Linked DNA regions of Gasterosteus aculeatus: region 1 is linked to region 2. Evidence: chromatin contacts called from public Hi-C data. All regions are on one chromosome and are shown on one strand. Each heading gives the region's core, a stretch centred on a gene start, on an enhancer-like site or on the middle of the called end of the contact. The rest is flanking DNA. Distances are from core to core; before and after follow the strand shown.

Region 1 (6,233 bases), core at 2,032-4,531, 75 kb before region 2:
CAACAAGGTCTTCATGCTGCGCCAGTCTTGATGCTTGAGCGCGCAGCGCCTCCGTCAGCTGGTCCTTCTCTGCCGAGTCCATTCTGGCCAGTGTGTACTGTCAGGCAGGAAGGAGGAGGACTCGGACGCAGAGGGTTCAGCTGATATTGCTTTTTATTAATAACAAGAAAAAACTGAAAATCTCTCTTAACGAGGAAACAAAGGTCGCGATCAAAGTTCAAAAGGAAAAAACTCAAAATCTCTCTTAATGAGGAAAAAGGTTGAGATCAAAATTCAAAAGGCAAAAACTCAAAATCTCTCTTAAACGAGGAAATGTAACAGGGATCAAAAGGACGTGACAAACGTTATCGGACTTGACTTGACTCGTGACGTGAGGGCTGGTGTGCAGGGCAAAACAACAAGACACACTGGCACAGGACAAGGGGCGACGCAGACTATAAGTACCCATGAGGGAGTTGTGGGAACAGGTGGACACAATCAGGAATCAGGGGAGACAATCAGACTGGTGACACATGAGGAAGGGCAAGGGACCTGAAACGAGAGGGAGTTAGTTTCCAAAATAAAACAGGAAGTCAAAAAACAACTGGAGACAGGAAAAAAACGCAACTTGACATACAGGTGTGACAAAAACATAAGATGTAAATATGCAACTCTAAGAATAAGATGCAGCCAGCAGAAGTAGTGTTAAATGTTGGTAAATGTTCCAAGAGGTGAAACCAGAGAGCAAAACACAGCCTTAAAATATTGTGATAAATGTGCAGTGTGTTTTATTAGAAATACGATCAGACCATGTTCTAGTTTTATTTGTAAAACCTCCCTCCTGGTCACAGTTTGCCAACACAGACTCATATACTACTACTACTACTGTATAAATCAGTTGTTGGGTTTGTGTAGGCTGCAGTGCATCTGAAAAAGCACGTTCTGTAAAACAAACGCACTTGGGAGCGGTTGGCGAGTGATTTATCAGTGACAGTGGGCTGACTTGTCGTCTCACAGGGAGGATTTCCATCGCTTTTGCTGTAGTTCACAATGTATATGTACTTACATAAACTCTGCCCCGGGCGCTCGTGAGTTGTGCTACAAATAAATTGGACCGCCGTTGGGGGTGTGCATGCTGATGATGAATGATTTATAATTTTTACATTATAAATGGTACCAGAGGGGTGTCACAAATAAAAAAGAAACACATTTCTGCTCAATTTTCAAATCAAATAACGTGAGGCCAATAGGATTTTACTGAGTCAAGTTCTTAAAAGAAGACGTATATTTAGGAGGCCAGATGTCTCAAAGCTGACACGTTTTTAGAGTCAGTAAAAGAACAACTTTGTTCAATAACACATTTAAGTGTTTTTTTGCCTCCGGGTTGACGGCGCCCTCTAGAAAGTGTCGACGCAGCTGGGTGCGGTTTGATTAACAGGTTTTGACATGTGTCAAGCAGTTGAACGCAAAGCCTGCAGCATAATAATCCTGTTATGTTTAATTCTGTTGTGTCGGTTCATATTGTTGCACCTTGCAAATGAATTCACCCAGACCTCGAGTTTGTCATGTTTTCAGTATGGTTTTAAACTGCACGCCCTCAGTCGTTTGGTACAAATGTGTCAAATCGTACATCCAAGTGTGTGTTTTAATCGTGCACACTTACTCGTTTCATTGCCATTACCTTGGATGTGCTTGACTCCTGCACTTTGTGGTTTGGCCGGTAGAGGGCGTAGTGGTTCTACTCTGCTGCACTTCATCACCCGAGCCTTCCAGAGCCTACTGGGTGATGAAGTGCAGGATCCAGGGAGCCCCCCTCCTCCCCTCCCCCCGCTCCCTCGACCCACCTGTCAAATTTGGTTTCTTCCCCACATTAACCCTTCCACTGGGAGGCGAGGGCGGCCCCCGGGTGTTCTGCTGGTTTAGCCGAAGACGCCATAAACAGACAGAAAAACACTCGCATCGCCCTTGGGGTTGTCCTTCCTTGCTTGACACGTTCCATAGTGGCCCATTGGGGAGCGCAGCACCTCCTATTGACAGCAACAGTGTCAAGAGTCACATCCACTGGAAGTTTGTGGTCTTGAGTGGAGATTGCATCCATCCAGAGGGCGATGCGCCTGTTAGGATACGAGCCGCAGGCAGCCCGGGGAGCGCAGTGATGAGACTGCTGGTGTATGAGGAGCCATAACTCCTGCTGTCCTCTCAGACATTGATGCCATGTCTATCACAGCCAGTGAGCCACTCTGAGTGCTCCCTGCAAAACGCACGAGAGACCACGGCCGAGCCTTAGCTGTGTGACACTTGGATCTGACGCTTGTCACGGGAGGATGCATTCAGAGAGTTGTTTGCTTACATTCAATAAAGCCAGTGCTTGGCAGTCGTATTGCAATTTCCTCTCCAACAACACGCAGCAATGATTTAATCACTTGAGCCAACAAGGGCGATGCCATTCCACTTAATTCCCTACATCAATCATTGCATGGTGTTGCACGCAGTCTGTGATGATGATTTGGGACTAATTTGGCCCAGTATATCCTTTTGAGCTGTGTTTCGTATTAATTTTTCTATTTGGGAATAATTTACTGACCGTGGTCCTGTTCCAGTTAACGTTCATGAGAGACTGCAGCGAGGCAGACGCTACGACGCTAATCTGCGGCCATCTTTTGCTGCGTCCTTAAAACCTCTCTGGACCTCATCAATGGGTCATTTTTAACAAACCTACAGAAAGGTTCTACTGAAAGGTCAACTAAAGTCAATGCTTTTTCTTCCAGCAAATGTTATACTGTATGTGGGATAACTCCTAATGTGCATCAAAAACATTACCGATGGTTGCATTCCATTTCGGCGATTCAGTTCCAGACCTGCACACTAGTGCACTTAACAGGATGGACACACTGAAATGAGTCTACTCCCCAAAAGGCCTTGTTTCTGGAGGCGGTGAACGGTGCGGCCTCGCTCTGCAGCAGCGCAGTGTAGCTGTTGGATGCCAGGGGAACCTTTTGGGTTCAAAAAGTTGGAATGGTATTTTAACTTAGCATGAAGCGTGGACACAGGGGGAAACTGCTAGCTTGATATATCCTCAAATATCAGTCAAAAGTACGCTTCACCTGTCTTAATTATACATGTTGAAAGACGGAAAAGGTCAAAAACTCTGTTTTGAAGATGTGTTCTGTTTCCCTTGTGATGCAGCCACGGTTAGCAATGACGTCCCCGGCGCTAAACGGCTTACAGAAGGCCGGCGGTCTCTCTCTCTCTCTCTGCCCCCCCCCCCGTGTCCCTTTGTCTCATCCTGCATCCCCCCTCCCCACCACCTCATCCCATCTTCCCTTTATTCACCGGAGTCCTGCTAAATTGAATGCTATTTCGGAGGCGTGATGGTGTTCAGTGAGACGAGCGGTCGAGGGCGACCAGGAGGAGAATCGATCGGACACGGGCCTGAGCACAGCGATGCATAGTTCTGACCCGGGGCCACTTGGTATTGAACCCCCTACCCAGAGTGCTCCTGGGTGAGAAAACACACCAGAGCTGCTCTTAATTGTGGTGTATTTGAACAAGCGGTTATGTGTTCTTCACATTGCACAAAGAGACGCTGACCTGCAATTCAGCCCCAAAAAGACTTAGTCGTAGTTATTGAGACACATACAGGCCTCTGAACTCTAAAAGCAATGCTGTTGTGCCCCCGGCGGATTGATGTTGGCGGGGAGGCTCTCCTCTTTGTCTTTTTTGATGCTGCCACAGAGGTTTCACGGCCGTCACAGAAGCAATATCACATAAATCTGCTGTCTTCTGAATTGAGACAAGCTGCGTCCAGGCGCCTTCGGGAGCGTGAACGGGATGGAGGGGGGGGTCATCCGTCAGGCTGACGGCGTCCGGGAAATTGGCAGGCTTACTTCAATTTCCAACGCGCGGCCGGTGTATAGGCATCACGCAGAGGCGCTCCCCCCGCGCCGCCCCCCTCCATCCATCGATTGAATCCTCGCAAACCTTTTATGCAGCATGTATGCGAGCATCACTGCGGGTGTGCCACCAAGTCACAGTTAAATGAATGCTTATAATGCATCGTGCTCAGGTGGTCCATAGACAAACCTTTTCATTCCTGGTTTGTGCTCGGATGATCCTCTCCTTGATCCTATCGGCCCATGATTATTGTGTCGTTTGGCATCGTGAGCGAGAGAATGATACCATGATTCTGGGTCAAAATACGGATGCAAGGATCTGACTTTTCCTCCAAAACACGTTGTTGTTCATTTCTTATTTACATCGTCAAATAATAAAGGGGTTCATGGACGTCATCTCCCCCCCCTCCCCCGTCTTGGAGATGAAAGCATTTTTGTAATCAAATGAAAAAAAAATGAAAAGCAATTTCTAATCAAAAATGTCTTTGTCTGTGCAGCTCACAGCCTCTTCGGGAGGACTAACCTCTGATGTGCTTTTGGAAAATGACGGATGAGTGCAATGAACGCCATAGCATCCTCAGGCAGATACAGCCTTATAATTTGAGCAAAAGCTCTCTGATCTCCGGGATGATAGATCACACCGTGCTCTCTTTCAAAACACAAGAACTCACTCGCACTATTTCGCGTTCGATCGGATTTATAACGAGCACTTTCTTTCCTTTTAAAGCAGGAAGGTGAGCTCGGCTGTGCATGGTGCATACGAAGAGCTTGACAACACTGACCTTCTTTTCCTTCCAGGGAAAAGCTCTCCCACCCGTGACCTGACTGTTACCTTTGACAACTCCATCATGTTTTCTGGAATAGATTGTACTTTCTGTATTCTTGTTGTTCTGGGTCTGTACCCTCTTGCTAGAATGCACTTGTTGTGAGTCCCTTGGGATAAAAGCGTCTAAATGAAAAACGACTCACTTTCCAGCACACCTTCCTTCAATGTCCAGATTAAGATCACTCCACGCGTGTTGCTCTGTGTCCGAGTGGATCATGTTCACGTTAGCTTCCTCTCAGGGTGAGACAGAGAACCCACGTCATCGGGCAGAAGTCTCGGACGCTATATTCTATTTCTCCTGATTTCTTATCTTTTGTTAATCCCCAATGACTTGAATGATGCAGTTGTACTGTGCTCGCGTACACTTACATTTCCATTGTGCGGCAAACAAATGTTTGCCATCAAAATAAAGAAAAACAAACTATGTCATGAAAAAAACCCCTCAAAACTGTATTGTTGTCACATGTGAAATAAGGAATGACTTTTTACTTTTTACTTGACTGTGATGCCCGGCAGCTCGTTAAAGCTTCTTAAATAGTTCACAACGGTTGGACGGGATGCCACGGGCTTTTGTGTAAGTGCCCTTGTTTCGGGATGAAGGTTCCCCCCAGGCTCCGGGCTAATTGTTCCGTTACACCGCATTCAGTCTTTTCACTTTAATATGCTCACAACGTGCAAACATCCCGTTCCCACCATGTTTTGTCATTGAATGCACAGACCGGGCTTCCCCCCCTGTAAGGATGAGCGGGGTAATTATAGAGCGGAGATGCCATGTGGAGTAAAGGGCGTCACAATGATCTCAAATTATTTGTCTGTGTGCAGTTTGAGCACAGCATCCTGCTGGTGGATTTTGACTGTGTGTTATCCCCGTAGTGGATTTGCAATCATGGGGTGTTCTCCTGCCTTACTGCGGTTTCCACCAACGGCCATGAATAGGAAGAAGCTGGTACGGATAAAACATGGATCTGTCATTCTCAGTCTGACACGGCTGCCAAGTGCCGTTTGGGTCGAGAATGTCAGGAATGTCTTGGATGTCTTCTCAGGCATCCACCAGCTGCATTCTGAGCATCAAACACAAATCACAACACTTCCCACACTTGGTGCACCTTCTGCGTTATTCAGAGACTATATACGGCAGCTAATCACGGGAGGATTCTTCGCTTTGTCCCACATGCTGCTTACATAACAGTGTGAGTTTTGTGCATTTTGAGACAAACTACTGAAGCCAGTCAGCGAACGCTGCACATCGATGACACCGGAGCTGATTCAGGATGCACTCGCTTCATGGTCAGAATCCTCCTGAACAATTCTCTCTCTCTCTCTCTCCCGCTCCCCCCTTCCTCTCTCTTTCACTGGCTCCTTCTGACTCGCTCACGCTTGCGGTCAAAGCGGAGGGAGACGACAGAGGTGCAAAGAGTGTTTCATGCCAGGCATCTTAAGCTTTTTTTGTTTCTCACACAGTGGGCCTTTGGCAAACTGAAGAAGTGTAGACACATAAGAATGCCAAGCATAAACTTGGCGGGTCTGTGATGTTC
Region 2 (6,048 bases), core at 845-3,344:
TGAATTTCATGTTTTTCAATTTTTCTTATTTTGTTCTCCTAGGTGCTCGGTAGAAATTGGCATATTTATAGTTGTGTAAACCGAGGTTGTTTTTGTTACATATTGCAGTTCCAGATCACATGTCACTAATTGTCTGTCACCATCTGAGGAAACGGACGCAAACTACCAGCAGATGAAAATTGCACCTGAGCATTCAACACCGAATCAGTTTGGGTTCTTCTTCCCCTCTCTGGCTTAATGTAACCTATCCATGTTTGGGTTTTTTATCAAGTAGGCTTTGTATGTTCAGTTTTCCAGCGTTCGCAGAAGTGTGACGAGATCATCAAACAGTCTGCAACGCTTGCAAACCCTTCTGTTTAATTCTCTCAGTTTCCCTTTGAACACGTCCTAACCTTCCTCTTTTCTGTCGGTCTTTCTCTCAACACTCTTAACTCTCCTGTCTGGAGCTCTTGCTGTTTCCATTTGGCCTTTGCTCCAGTCAATTGTAGGCCATTCAACATTTGTCAGTGATGTTTTTGTGGAGTTGTTTTACAGCCTTCATATCCAGCGTTAAGTGGTTGAGGTATAATTTTAGTGTAGCTTTCAAAGTTACTGCAGCATATAACTTGTACAGTATGATTTTCTAGTTTTTATAGATTTCATATATGTACGCTTTTTATAGCTCCGTACTTATGTCTCATAGTAGAGACTGTAAGATGAGTAAGAAAGTTTTGTATCCGTTATTAAATAAAATAATGAAACTGGCTTGCTGTGTCTCCACAAAACCAATCTATTCCCGTGACGTGTTCAGTGATTCACTCTAATCTTGTCATTGATATGAAAACTCTCGACATCTCGGCTCTCATCCGATGAGCGAACAGTTACCCTTCCAACAGTGTTCATGCATCTTTGTAAAAAATGACATTACTATTCTGTAATAGTAATGATTTCCCACAGCTTTGTATATACATATTAGGGATGTCAATGGATTAACTAATTAATCGCACATTTTGAAATTCATTCATCTCGATTTAATGAATGTTTTATAAAAAAAAACCCACTTTGAATCTGTAAATTACTGTCCAATAGTCGTATCACTGCCATTTGAGGACACTTGCATGTACATTAAGCCCAAATAAGTATATTTAGTATTTTTAACAAAGGTTAAATATTATTTCACAAGTTTCAAAAAATGCCCCCAATTTCTTACAAAATGCCCCTGCTTTTCAGTCAGTGGGGGCAAAAATGGCCCCCTAAATAATATGTATTTTTCCTACCCTGCTCTTGTATCACTTGTAATGTGATCTGTGAATTTGAGTGCCCGGGATAAAATGTCTGATCGTCTTCCCATCGAGCTAGAGCGCTTCCTGTAATCTATCATTTCATGCTAGATCAAACCATTAGTCGAACACCGGCTCCAAGACAGTCAGACTTTCCCGGACTTTTCATTTCCATTTTGATATACCTTTTAAAGAAAGACTAGATTCAGCTAAAATCTTATTGGGGAGGCTTATTTAGCCTGGTGTTCAATTTAGCGATTTGCATTTTTCCTATAATCCAGCTATTCAAATGTATTTTAGTATCTGTCGGCAGCAATGTAGGGACCCCGCTGTGTCCCGACAGGACTGCAGGTTTCGGTTAATGTCCCGTCAATGTGGCAAAGCTGATTTGTAACATTTTTACAAGACCATACCTTTTTTTTAAAACAGGAGGAGGGATAATAAATCTCAGTTAAAGGAAGAAGACTGTTTTGGAGACAGGTTGTCTCAGCAGGCCGACTGACTGTGTGTCTGTGTGTTCTAGGTGTCGGCATGGGGAGGTTACGTGTTTATCATCAACCTGATTCCCCTGCATGTGTTTGTGCTGATGCTGATGCAACGCTACAGCAGAAGAGTCTACATCGGTAAGACACACACACACACAAGCTTCTCCAAATTCAAATTCACAATTTTCAGATCCTCTAGAATAGTGAAGCTATTCCTCCTCCCGGTCTCTTGACATGGTTGCCAGAGCATTTGAGCTCGTTTCAGGGTCAAATGCACAGTCACGCCTGCGCTCACCCCTCCCAGCCGTAAGCATTCCATCATCGGTGGTGCACACACCCCAGCGCTCCCACACACCACAGTAAATGCAGCCACCTGCTACCTGATCTCTCAGTAGTTGTTTCTTTTTGCAAATACCAGAGACGGGCTTGTTTCACAGAGCACGCAGCGGCTCCAGCACATTATCAGTTGGCTCCCAGTACTGGAGCGCAATCATTCAAGCTCTCCACGCATTCGTCATCGCCTTAGCCGCGAGCCCGCCAACAGGCACTGCTGCCGTGGTCAAGAAAAATGAAAGCCATGCCAAGTTTCTTCTACACACGATTATATGTTGCACTCGCTGTCACCGCAAAGCATAACGGTTGAAAATGATTTGTGGCCTCTGCACAGCGAGAGGGGCTCTGACCTACCTGGTCCACCTCCAAACCGCACTTCACCAATGACGTTTTACTTGACAATGGCGGCGCTCAGGGTGAAGTGGAAATGACCTCCTGCTGACAGAAAAGACATTTGGTCTTGCCGCTTTACATCTCTGTTCAGGTGCCTCTGATTAACTATGGAGGCTCATGCAGAAAAAAGGGGGAAAAAATCTTGATTTAATACAATGCCTCGCAGTCTGTTCCCTCACAATTCAGCTTTCTCTGTCTCGAGTCAATAGCATATGTGTGAAAAAGAGATTGCTGGCGGCGGTCACAACTACTTCAAAAATGAGGCCCACTCTTCAGGAAGAGTATGAAATCTTAATTAAGCCGGCGTGTCTGCCAATCGGTTCCCCCCAGCTAAGAAGGTGGGAGTTGCACAGTTCTCAGCGCAGCCGTCTCACTCCAGGCCTCCCTGCAGCACCGAGCCAGCTCCCTATTTCTTAGCGAAATGACATTAGATCAGGTATTCTGTATTTACTCCCTCTGAAGTGTGACAGTGAAATCAATAGACTTTAAATACCTCTGTCGAGGCTGATTCCCTGAGTGGGGCCCAAACTGGAGGAGTGGAGCAGAATAGTTTCAATGCTGCAGTAGTTTACTTTTAGATTGTTTTATTTCTTGTATGATCTAGTCTCTCTCTCTCTCTCTCTCCAGCTTACAGCACTTTTTACATCGTGGGTCTTGTACTGTCGATGCAGATCCCCTTTGTCGGCTTCCAGCCAATCAGGACCAGCGAGCACATGGCTGCTGCCGGTAAGTCGTCCCACCCTCTGAGCCTCCGAGGTCGCTGATGCTGCGTTCTTCTTGGGAGACCAAGTTTCCTCCCAGAAAAGTTTCCACCTGAGTGTCGTTGAGTGCAGCGACGAAGTCAGCAGTTTTTGGAAGATGTAACTGGCTTATTTTCGAGTTATGACTCAATCATGACTCCTCAAATGTCTGAGCTTCTGGCACGTACGGGACTGCAAACTCCTCGAATGTACTGTTTTAGTTCGCTCTGTTCGGACTGATTTCCCGTGTGTCAGGCAGGCCGCCGACGAAAGAAGGATCAGCTTTGTGAACCCGATCACGTATTTAGCTGTTCCATTTAAAAGTAGCCAATTCCTTAACTTGCAGTTTACGGCTTGATATTGGACTGCTATTCATCAGGTGGCTAAAAACCAGAGTAATGCTGTGGAGTCCGTTCCTTGCTAAATAGCAAACTGAATTAACTTAGTGTAGAATATGCAAGTGTTGTGTTTACAGCTTGTTACTCTGCCAACAACAGAAAATCAATTCTCGCAGGTTTAATGCTATATTTGTCTCTTAAACACTGATCTGCTATAAAGCCCCTTAAATCACAGGGCAGTTGATTGTATTTCAACACTGACTGGGTGATTCCCATTTAAAGATGTAAGTAACTTGGGCCAACTTTGGTTTTATGCGGCGATGTTAATTCAACACACAAAGGCATTTCAGTAGCTGGACGTCAACTTCCTCTGACCCGCCCTGACCCCTGCCAACAAATGAATGCTGCCGCACGCGGCAAAGGCTCAACTTGAATGCCGTTGTTCATGTTTTCAAGGTGTGACTTTACATAAGCGCCCCTCGGAACCGAGGACGCACACTTCTGGTTTGTTTGGCTGCAGCAGAAGCTGAATCCACCTGCGCTGGCGGCGGTAGTCACTCTCTGACCCTCTCAGAATATATTCACACAACGGAATCAAGCGAGCAGCTCCACAAGCCGCCCTATGGGTTTAGCGCTCTAAGTGCTTTTCTTTTTGCCTCGTGGGTAGTTTATTAAAGCTTGTTCTGTTTTCGCCACTCACGAGCGGGCCCATCTGCTGCCCGACAGCCCGGACGGCTGGTCCTCGCGTTCGTGCACATCCAGATTGGGACTGCTGCTCGTTGGCAGCTTCATGAAGCCGAGCAGCACCTTTTTCAAAAGCCGCTTGACACTGTAGCAGGCTTACGTTGAAGTGTGCCTGTTTTCCTGAGAGTCTAGAACACAGATATATGAGAGGCGTTGAGAGAATGCACCAATGGGGGGGAGAAAATCCAGAGATTTTTTTTCTTCCCCCTTTTTTTAATGTCACTTGGGTAGCAGCTGCTTAGAACATCTGGTGGTGGCATTCAGGGAGCCCAGTGGGAGACGGGGAGAGAGTGACAGAGCCGCGGACCTGTCGGTAGCGCCGAGACGTCGGCCCCCGAGGCAGACAGGGTGGCACAGACTGACAAACACGTTAGCGCTTAGCGGCTCTACGGAGGACAGACACGGGCTTAACCTTGGAAATGGGTGCGACCTGCTGTGGGCGGTGGAGGAGTAATGCGATCTCACTCCAGATCTGTCAAAGGTTCAGAGGTCATGAAAGCAAGAGGGCCCTAACCTCTTTTTAAAAAAAGAAGCCGGAATAGACGGCAAGTAGTGATCAGGAGAGAACGAGAAGGGCTTATTCACACAAATCTTTCACGCAAACATGCTGTCCCACAGTATTTGTCTTTTAAAAACTGCAGGAACAGCTGGAGGGGCTATCGCACACGTGTGAAGAATTCTGCCAGACCGGCAGCAGCAGCACTTCTTAACCGCGTCTTCGTATCACCCTGCGGTAGACAACTTGAATCGCGGGCCTCCTCAAATAGGCGGCGCGAGTTCCCTTTCGTGTGTTTGCTCATTCTTTGGTTGGTGTCTGCGGCTGCTTTCCAGGTGTGTTTGCTCTTCTCCAAGCCTACGCCTTCCTGCAGTACCTGAAGGACCGGCTGACCAGACAGGAGTTCCAGACACTTTTCCTCCTCGGCGTGTCTCTTGCTGCCGGCGTGGTCTTCCTCACCGTCATCTATCTCACTTACACAGGTCTGTAGTGTCTGAGTTCATACATGTAAACCACTGTTTCATGTTTATTCTTTGTCTTTGACAGGTTTATAGGCCATGCATGAGAATCAATTACTTATTCGAGAAGAAGAATCTGGTATTTTCTTTTACAGATTGTAGAAATCAGATTCAAACCGAACAAACATTTGAAATGAGGTGCTATTATGCAGTAAAGTTGATGGCGGGTCATATTCCAACAAGTATGAAACGCTGGCTTGAAGTAGCACTTTTAGGGGATTGTGAGGAGTTGCCATGCGCGATCATATTGTAGCCTGTTTAGTCGCTATAATGCCGCCTCCAGCATTTTCCCCCAATAGTGGACCATTTTCAAAAATCCACATTTCCATAAGTCACTTGACTAAACAGAGTTAAAAAATACCAGAATATGCCCATCTCAACAAAAGATACATCTAGTATACCCCTTTTCACAAGATATATTGTTTTTTAATATTATTTTCATACTCGAGCCATCTGTTTGTTTATTTGAACGCTACCCAGAATTTGCCTTGGATTTGGATGACATTGGTAGACTAATGGCCTCTTTTGCAAGGATCGGTTGACTACATTTTTGTAATGATGATAAAGATCTGGGATTCAAGCTATTTTAAATTTGGTTGTCTTCATCCAGCCAAAAGTTTCAGATTGTTTGTACACCATTACGTGATGTTCTAACCTCTAGGCCTCCCCAGCGAGCCGACAATCAGGAGATGAAACCCTGAAGGCAAATCATCCAAAAATATGAACTGGTACGGATGCCAGT

What was found. A called contact is a pair of places that touch in the nucleus more often than the background predicts.
Region 1: a Hi-C map of skeletal muscle shows a contact between it and region 2, with 5 times the contacts expected there. The contact joins the promoter of LOC120826197 here to the enhancer-like site in region 2. A contact is called at or near these places in 2 of 6 Hi-C or Micro-C datasets (skeletal muscle and tail fin).

What each region holds. Positions count from the first base shown.
Region 1 is chr10:6,271,836-6,278,068 of fGasAcu3.hap1.1, reverse strand. LOC120826197 (dolichyl-diphosphooligosaccharide--protein glycosyltransferase subunit STT3B) reads left to right here and starts at 3,281. Exons shown (of 16, transcript XM_078081357.1): 1 at 3,281-3,482. The coding sequence starts at 3,424.
Region 2 is chr10:6,195,772-6,201,819 of fGasAcu3.hap1.1, reverse strand. It overlaps LOC120826197 (dolichyl-diphosphooligosaccharide--protein glycosyltransferase subunit STT3B), which reads left to right. Exons shown (of 16, transcript XM_078081357.1): 5 at 1,783-1,882; 6 at 3,098-3,196; 7 at 5,124-5,270. Among protein-coding and RNA genes, the nearest start is that of LOC120826198, 57 kb to the right of the region's middle. Within about 2 kb of position 2,094, at least 3 of the 9 cell types and tissues checked have open chromatin away from gene starts, as enhancers often do.